Linked DNA regions of Sus scrofa: region 2 is linked to region 1. The links are chromatin contacts, called in public HiChIP or PLAC-seq maps. All regions are on one chromosome and are shown on one strand. The core of a region is the stretch at or near the end of the contact, and the rest is flanking DNA. Distances in the headings are between cores, read along the strand shown.

Region 1 (4,059 bases), core at 728-3,227:
ATTATTCTCACATGAGCTGTGAGTGTGGTGGGGCAGGGGGTGGGAGAGAGTAGCTTGATCTTTGAGGTATGCAGATAAGAACCTCAGGGTGGAGGGTGCTTTCACAAATTAAGCTTCATGCTGGAAGACTCACTATTCTAGTCCATAAGCTAAAGGGTCCTGGAGACCCCCACCTCCATATTGGAGCAGTTACAACAATGTTCAAGGTTTTTAACTGGCAGGTGCAGTGGGGTGGGGTGTAGTGAGGAAGAAGAAGGCAGAGCTTTTGGCATACACCTCCCCAAGGAACTCACAGTACATACCCTACATTTATGAAGGGAACAGGGTATAGTGGGAGGAATACAGACCTTGGGGCCAGATGGATCTAAAATCAAGTCTTGGCTCTATTGCTTACTAGCTTTGGGACTTTAGACGAGTTCCACAAACTCTTTAACCTGTTTATTCACCTGTAAGAGATAATATCTCTCTTTCAGGTACTAAGTGAATGATAATAATATTGATTCCTGATATTGGTTAAATTCTTATTATGTTCCAAACACTGTTTTAAAGCTTTATATATATTATGTAATCTAATCCACATAGAAACCCTATGAGACAGGCAAGATTTATCATTAGACCCATTTCACAGATAAGGGAAATGGAACACAAAGAAGTCAGGAAGTTGCCCAGGGTCACAGATGGAGCTAATGCTGGAGATGAAATTCAGATTCAGGCACTATGGCTCCAGAGCCCACACTTTTAGACACTGAACTATACTCTATCACTACAGTATACAGAATGCTGAACCTGATAGCTGACACAGAGCAAGGCAAGTACTCAAACATGATTTAACTCCACCTCCTTTTTTTTTTTTTCTTCCCTGTTTAAGAAACTCTTCAGCTGGCCTGTAGGGGTCTCTTCTCCCACTTCTCTAAGCTGGAGCCAGGGGCCTTCTTTGTTATTTCAGGGGGGCTGGCATGAGTGAGTGAGCTGAGGAATCTCAGAGATAGTCGTTGTCACTTCAAGGTTATTAGCTGAATGTGAGTCAGGAGGACAGGTTGAAGTCAGACGCAGGAGTCCTGGCATCGCAGCAGGCTCCACCACGGGAACCTTGCAGGGCTTCTGCAGTCAGTAAGAGTAGTAGCAAGCTGTACCAGGGAGGCTCTCCTGGGCTTTTCTGGACAAAGGTCCATAACTCCCCACTCCTGGCTTCTTGTGTTTCTGAGACACCAGTGCACTCATATGAATTACCCTGCTCTACGGTGAATGGTTGTGTGGCCCTCTAGTCTTTAGGATTGCATCATCCCATTCATTCTGTATTTCCTCCCCTAACATTTAGATAAAGAACACCCAAAGCATAGATGAGCCACAAAAAAATCCTACCATACCTCAGCTCTTTTAACATCTCCACTAATTGCCTGTTAAGCCACATGTTTCTCTTCCCGGTTTTGAAAAAGACACATTAATATTACTGTCAGATCCCAAATGTTGTAGCTCCTGGTTTTCAACTAGAAATCTTAATATTTAACAAATCAGCTAATTGCATTTCAGGTGCTAAGCATGCTCTTTAGGTTAATGGCATGGCTGGTGGTGGAGGGGTAATGGATAAAGAAAAAAAATGGAAGTATAAACTCTGAAAGTTCCCAAAGCTCTGTGGTCAATGCTTTTCAGAGCTAAATTGCGTAAGAGATGATTTGGCAACCCTGCTGCTATGCTGTTGGAAGTCTGGCAAGATCTCTTAGAGAAAAAAAAATAGACCTGGGGTTCATCCACAAGCCGTTTTGCTTTTGCCCTTGTTGCTGAAAATCTTTCCAACATGTTTCTGTCCACTTCCTTGCCATAGGAGATAGAGTACAACAAAGATAAATATAGCTTGGGCTAGATCTAGAATTAGGAGGGCTGAGTTTAAACCCTGGCTCCACTATTTACTCGCAGTGTAGCAATCACTTACATCCGTGTTTGTCCAAGTGCAATCCAACCACGTGCATCAGACTCACCTGGAGTGCTTGCTAAATAGCCAAGTTCCAGGGTCCATTGCTGAGGTTTTCATCTGGGTGGTGCAGGGGAATCTGCCTGTTGAGCAAGCACCCTGGCCAACTCTTAGGCTCACTACAAATCTGAGAAACCCAGACCTTGTTTCCTCATCTATAAGAATGATACCACCCCTTCCCCAGGGTTGCAGTGAAAACAAGACAGGTGGTCTACGTGTGCCAGGTATACCTGAATCTTTGAGTGAGTTTTTGGCAGGGCTCTGGGATACCTTCTGAACATTAATTTAACAAACATGTTAAATCCATACAGCATTTGATGGAACCAAGGTGAAAAGTCCATGTTTCCCTGACCTTCAAGGGGCTCATAAACTAATGGGGGAGACAGACATGAAAGCAAAAGTTTGGTATAGTTTGATAATGGCTAAATGGAGACATGAAGAAAGGGGAGGCAGCCACTCTGCTAGGAAGAGAGGTGGTGGGGCAGGAGGGAGGGGTGCATAGAGGAAGTGATGCTAAACTGGAGAAGGTGACTTTCAAGTGAGCTTTGAAAGATAAGTCAGTTATGATCCTGTGGATATCTTGATAGTGGAGGAGATTAGGCCATATTTGTGCTGAGTTGAAAACCTAGAACAGAAATTGTTCTTGTTTTGGGAGATGGGCAGGAGTGGAGAATATTTTCCAGATCAGTTTACTTATTATTTCTCGCTCCTAAAAGTAGAATGTTAAAAAGACTGGAGCCACTTCGCACAGTTCTCCGGTTCACTGGACTCTGAGAGGATGGTATGAGACTATGTTGTTGACTTGCTTTGCAAATCGCTAACTACAAGGCTATGGTCTAAGTCAGGGGGGTGGGAACACTGGCCATGACCACTATAAACAAGTCAAGTGTTAAATTCTACTGATAATGGGAACTTTGGCTCGAGAACTAGCTGCCTCAGCAGAGTCATCCTCAGATATTAAGGGCAGTGCTATATATACACATACAGCCGCAGGAGGCAGTGACTAATGGCTGTGCTTTGGGCCAGCAGCCCTGGCCCCTTTCTAGCTTCTTTACTTCTACAGGCAGCCTAACTTGAGTGTTCAAACTCCATCTCAATTTGAAAAATAATCAGAAAACAACAGCCTTTACTATACAGAACCCCACACTGCCCCCACCACCCTTCATGTTTCAAAATGACTGAGGTTTGTTTTTTTTTTTAAGCTGCAACAGACTCCTATTAACCCCCATCATGCCTTTGGCCAGGCCAAGCATAATAAACTCTCAATCTTTAATGCTGTGTGATCTTGAATGAAGAAAAATGGGATTATAATGGTAGTTAAGTCATGGTCTTTGGATGAGATATGAGTTCCAATCTTGTCCTGCCACTAGCTGTGTGATGTTAAGGAAGTGACTTAATGTTTCTGTTCTTCATTTTTCATGTCTGAAAAATGAGGACAGTAATAAGTAACTATCTCAGGGTTGTGGGAAGGATTAAGGGAGAAAATATGGGAAGAAAGCCCACTTCAGTGCCTAGCTTAATAGGTAATAGTAGAATACTGGTAATTATTATTAATACATTAACCATAGTGGACATGACACCTTATGGAAAACAGTGGCTACCGTGGGTGGAGAGAGGGGAGTGTTATGATACTTTCAGGTGAAAAGGACAGGAAAGTACCAGTATAGGAATGAGTCATTAATAACAGTGTGGGATGTATTTTTTAAAAAAGAGTAAGATGGCTTCTCTTTAACCAGTTCTTTACCAAGAGCACTGACAGAAAGAACAGCAAGGCTAATTTATAGGACTCTCATTTCACGGATGCATTTTCTAAAAGTGATACTGCTAATAAAATCCTCAAAAGATGTTCTGGTGTTACCCCCCTCCCCCACTGTATAGACATACCCCAAACCCGTCAGTCCTGCTTTTTCCTCCAAAAGCATGGATGGCATTTGCATCCAGGCTCTCTCTCATGGCCACCCCATCTGTGGTGGAGGAAAACCAGAACAACTTACTATCCTGTCTCAATTATCCACGGCCAGGATGGGAGGCAAAGGGTTAGGCAGGGGAAGAGGTTGTTCTTCCTGGCCAGCTTTCTAGTAAGACAAAGG
Region 2 (4,059 bases), core at 722-3,221, 190 kb after region 1:
AAATCCAAAGTACTGTCCAGGGGCAAATAGCTTAGAGGTATGGCATGTTTTGTATGGAGAATCACCTGATTCAGAGTCAGGAACACTGACGATAGTTTTGGCAGACACTATCGGCTACGGCTGCAATAACAGTTAAGCTAATTTGGTTTTGGCAGCTACTTTACAACAGACACATACTGACATAGAAACTAAAAAGTGAATCATTTGGGTTTTTGCTAAGGTGATCGAGCACACCTCACAATAATCTGTCCTTACCACAACTGGAATGTCAAGAACCAAAGTGAAGAGCAGCACCAGAAAACCCTGATGGAAAGAACGTAGGCTCTGGAGTCAGAAATTCATACACTCAAATCCCAACTCAACTCCTTACAATCTATGTGACTTTAGGTAGGTTGTTAAACTTGCTGACATTTTAGTTTCCTCTTCTAGAAAAATGGGAAAAATAGAACCTACTTCATAAGACTCTTAAGATAATGCAACAAAGTGCTTGTTAGACAGCACCTAGAACACTCTGTGGGCTCAAGAAATAGCAACATTATGGTTGCCCAATGAAATGACTACAATTCAGGTAATATGATGCACTAGGCAGCAAATGCATTTTTTAAGAAAATAAATCTATATCACTAGGCTTTAAAAATGACCACTCTAGAGTGTAGCTAAGAATAGCCACAAACAAAACAGTCTATAAAACAAAGCCCTTCTTGGGTTTAAATTAAACTCACACCTGGAACATACCACCATACTCCTTTGTGTTCTCCAAGAATTGATCTCAAATCAGGTTCCCCTAGGATGAAAAAACAAAAATCACCTAATCTTAATTTTTTGCTTTTAATTTGATACAGAATACTATCCAAACTATGTGGATGCCTTAAAGTGTCCTATTACTATGACCCCAAGCTTGTCAACACGATTTCTTTCCCAATCTATCCCTGCTGACACGTTTTACTCTAGTCAGGGAAGCCCACCTATTATACAAGTGCTTCCTCTTCTATAGACCCTTCTCCAATTTCAACCCCGATATTAGGAAGCAGTTTCTCCTCCCCCGCCCCCCCCCCCACTCCCGCCTGCCTGCCGCCTTTGCCCATTTTAAATCCTCTTTACTCCTTTGGAGCCCAAATTAAAATACAACTTCTTCCCAAAGCCTATCAGGATAGGTCTGGAAACTAGATGAGAGTTTCAAGCCTTCAGCACTTCCAGGATTAGGCTTGACCTTCCATTGATCAACCACCAACCCCATCAGTATCCCCTTCCACTAACCCCTCGGCACTTTTTACACGCGTTTGTAATAACAAAATACAGTCTCGTTTTGCACAGTCTACTTTATTCTGTAGTTGGTGTGCCCCCTAAATGTTTGTCAACATGAATGCTTGCTGGAAAGCCCTAAAGCGCTTGGTTTTTAAAAAAGGTCTAACTTGCTTTTTATTCTCACCAGAACACTGCACTGAACCTTAAACACATATTTCTCAAAAGTGAGATGTCTTCCCTCCTCTGCTCCCCATCCCTTCTGGAAATTGAGGGGAAACCCTTTCCGCTCCAAAGACTTGGTCAGGGAAGGGGAAGTGGCTGCAGGGGCCGATAAAGAGATGGCAACGATCTTGACCTCATTATCAAAGAGGCAGAAAGTGAAAACTTGACATAAAGTCATGCCCGGGACTGGCAAGGCATTCCCAGGCCCCCAAAGGAACTACCGGCCCGACACCCCCTCCCCCGTGGAGGCGGAGCTGGGCGGAGTCAGAGCTGAGGCCTGCGGCCCCGGAAGCTCCCTCCTCCCTAGGCCCCCACAGTCCCACAGTCCCACAGTCCCCAGCCTCAGCCGCTCAGGCTTTCTGCCTCTCTGACCTCCAGGTCCCCGGCTACTGAAGCGCTACTCCTTATAGAACCGCGGAAAATCGGACCGGTGCAGCAGCTTCCGGGCGGGCGGTGCCCTCGCGGCGCCCCACGCCGGGCGCCCGTCTTCTGAACTCCCACCTGGCGCTGCCGGCTTGGGCCCGGCGCCCAGGCCCAGGCTCGACTCTCACCGACGCCGCAACCGCTGCGGCGTCTCCTATTGGCTACTTGTTTCCAGGGAAGCCGGAGGCCCGAGCCCTTGTCCTCATGGGAAATGTAGTTTGCGGTCGCTAGAAGCTGTTCTTCCTGCGGGGCGGGGACGGAGGGCGGAATCCAATATTGACATTGGCGGAGAGACGCAAGTCAAGACGGAGGATTATGGGAGATGGAGTCGAGACATTTCTTTTTATATACCCACAATTCCTTCTCTTCTCCCCTCCTTCCGGCCCCCGAAGCTTCTCCACCACGCCCCGCCAGCCGCCTTTTCCCCGTTCTTATTGTCCCCAGAGTTTCGGCTTGAGGAGGGTATTCTGGATGTTGTAGTTTGGATTATGCAGTTTTACAGACTCTCCCTACCTGGGGTATGGGTTGTGCTTGTGGGATCAGATGGAAGTTCTAGATTGATTGTACTGTTGGTTAAGCTGGAGGGGAACACTTTATATCGTGATTTGAAATTCTCGTTGGGTTTTGATTCAGTAGCTTTTTAAAAAATGTTATTTATGCCCTGATAAGCTTAGAATTTTAACTGGTACTTTAAAATTGTCGAGGTATATTCTGTGTGAACCATCTGCATTAGAACCACTTTAAAGTTTCTGGAAAATGTATACTTTATAACTAGGAACCATCTTTTTAACTTCGAAATGGTCCCACAACAGGCATAGAAATGCGATTGAAGTCAGCCCAGAAGAAACCTCTTTAACCCATAATGAACCCACTTTGTTACTGTGAAGAACAGTGAGCACAATCATTGGTGTAATACAACAGTTTAGAAAAGATAGACAACTTGAATAATAAGAAATAACTATATTTCTTTAATAAACTATCTTTTTAATTAAAAAGATATGTTTAAAGAGGTGGATAGAGCAATATGTGAGGACACCTGAACACTTTCAAGTGATTAAAAATTTGAAGAAAATAGTTGTTTATTAGGGCAAATTTTACTCCTAACTTTTGACTTTTCTTTTCTTTGTTAGAGATGAATCCTTATAGCTGAATGGATCGTTACAGTTGGGTTACTACAGTTTTACTGATAAGGACAACTTTTTGACTCACAAATGGAATGAAGGGAAAGAAAGAGGAATTGCATTTTGGTAAGGTAATTGCCTAAAATTTTAAAAAGTGACATTACAGGAATAAGATGGATTCAATAATTTATTCAGCAATCTGCTTTGTGCAAGGCACTGGGTTAGGCACAATTGCTACAGAATTGGAAAGTAATCCTTCCTCTCAAGTAGCTCACAATCTAAGAAGGGAGAGAGGCTATACAACATGCAAAGTGCTCTAAAAAATTCTCTGTAAGGTTCTGTAGGACCATAGAAGAGGAAGAACTCATCCCACTTCTGGGGAAAGTAATACTTGAATGATGAGCTTTGAGGAACCAGTGAGATATTTGTCAGATTTGGGGCAGGGAGGTTAATTATATTCCATACGGCAGAATAAGGATGCGAGAGAGTGCGAGGAACAAACAAGAAAGTTCCATACTGCAAGAACTGGATCAGGCAGGAATAGGGGCCATTCCAATGAGTTCAAAATATAACCTGAAAACAGTAAAGAACCATTAAAGGATTTTAAGCGAGGAAATGATGTGATCACTTGGATTTGATGATAATTTGAATATGAAAAGGGAGGGAAAGGAGTACGCCCATTGAGACCCCCAAGTTCTGATGTGGCAGGGTGAATGGTAGTACGATTCATTGAGACAGGGAACCCAGAAAGAGGAGCACATTTTGTGAGGGATAGGAGGAATTCAGTTTGGGACATTGAGGAGTCTGTGGAACATCTGGGTGGAGATACTAGATATGCTGTCGGGAAATGGAGGTCTGAAGCACGGGAGAGAGGTCTGGGGTTGGAACCAAACTATCATAAATGGTAGTTGAATAAAATATGAATTAAGTTTCATATAGAGAGCATTTAGAACAGTACATTTAAAAGGACAAAGATGGAGTATGGGACCCTAGAAGTAACCATAGTCAAGTAGAAGGCAGAGGAAGAGGTAGCTTCAAAGGACACTGA

Evidence for each region. HiChIP or PLAC-seq counts read pairs in DNA pulled down with a chosen protein or histone mark.
Region 2: an H3K27ac HiChIP or PLAC-seq map of skeletal muscle shows a contact between it and region 1. The contact joins the promoter of ENOX2 here to the enhancer-like site in region 1. A contact is called at or near these places in 9 of 47 Hi-C or Micro-C datasets (embryonic fibroblasts, heart right ventricle, liver and 2 more) and 2 of 2 datasets of contacts at active chromatin or transcription factors (alveolar macrophages and skeletal muscle).

Annotation. Positions count from the first base shown.
Region 1 is chrX:107,181,199-107,185,257 of Sscrofa11.1, forward strand. The region is part of intron 3 of ENOX2 (ecto-NOX disulfide-thiol exchanger 2); the gene reads right to left. Among named protein-coding and RNA genes, the nearest start is that of ENOX2, 190 kb to the right of the region's middle. Within about 2 kb of position 1,978, at least 13 of the 83 cell types and tissues checked have an H3K27ac peak or open chromatin away from gene starts, as enhancers often do. A contact at or near this core is called in embryonic fibroblasts, liver and skeletal muscle, where this site is marked.
Region 2 is chrX:107,366,473-107,370,531 of Sscrofa11.1, forward strand. It overlaps ENOX2 (ecto-NOX disulfide-thiol exchanger 2), which reads right to left and starts at 1,972. Exons shown (of 15, transcript XM_021080170.1): 1 at 1,896-1,972; 2 at 725-784. It overlaps ARHGAP36 (rho GTPase-activating protein 36), which reads left to right and starts at 2,080. Exons shown (of 13, transcript XM_021080173.1): 1 at 2,080-2,352; 2 at 3,021-3,137. The coding sequence starts at 3,107.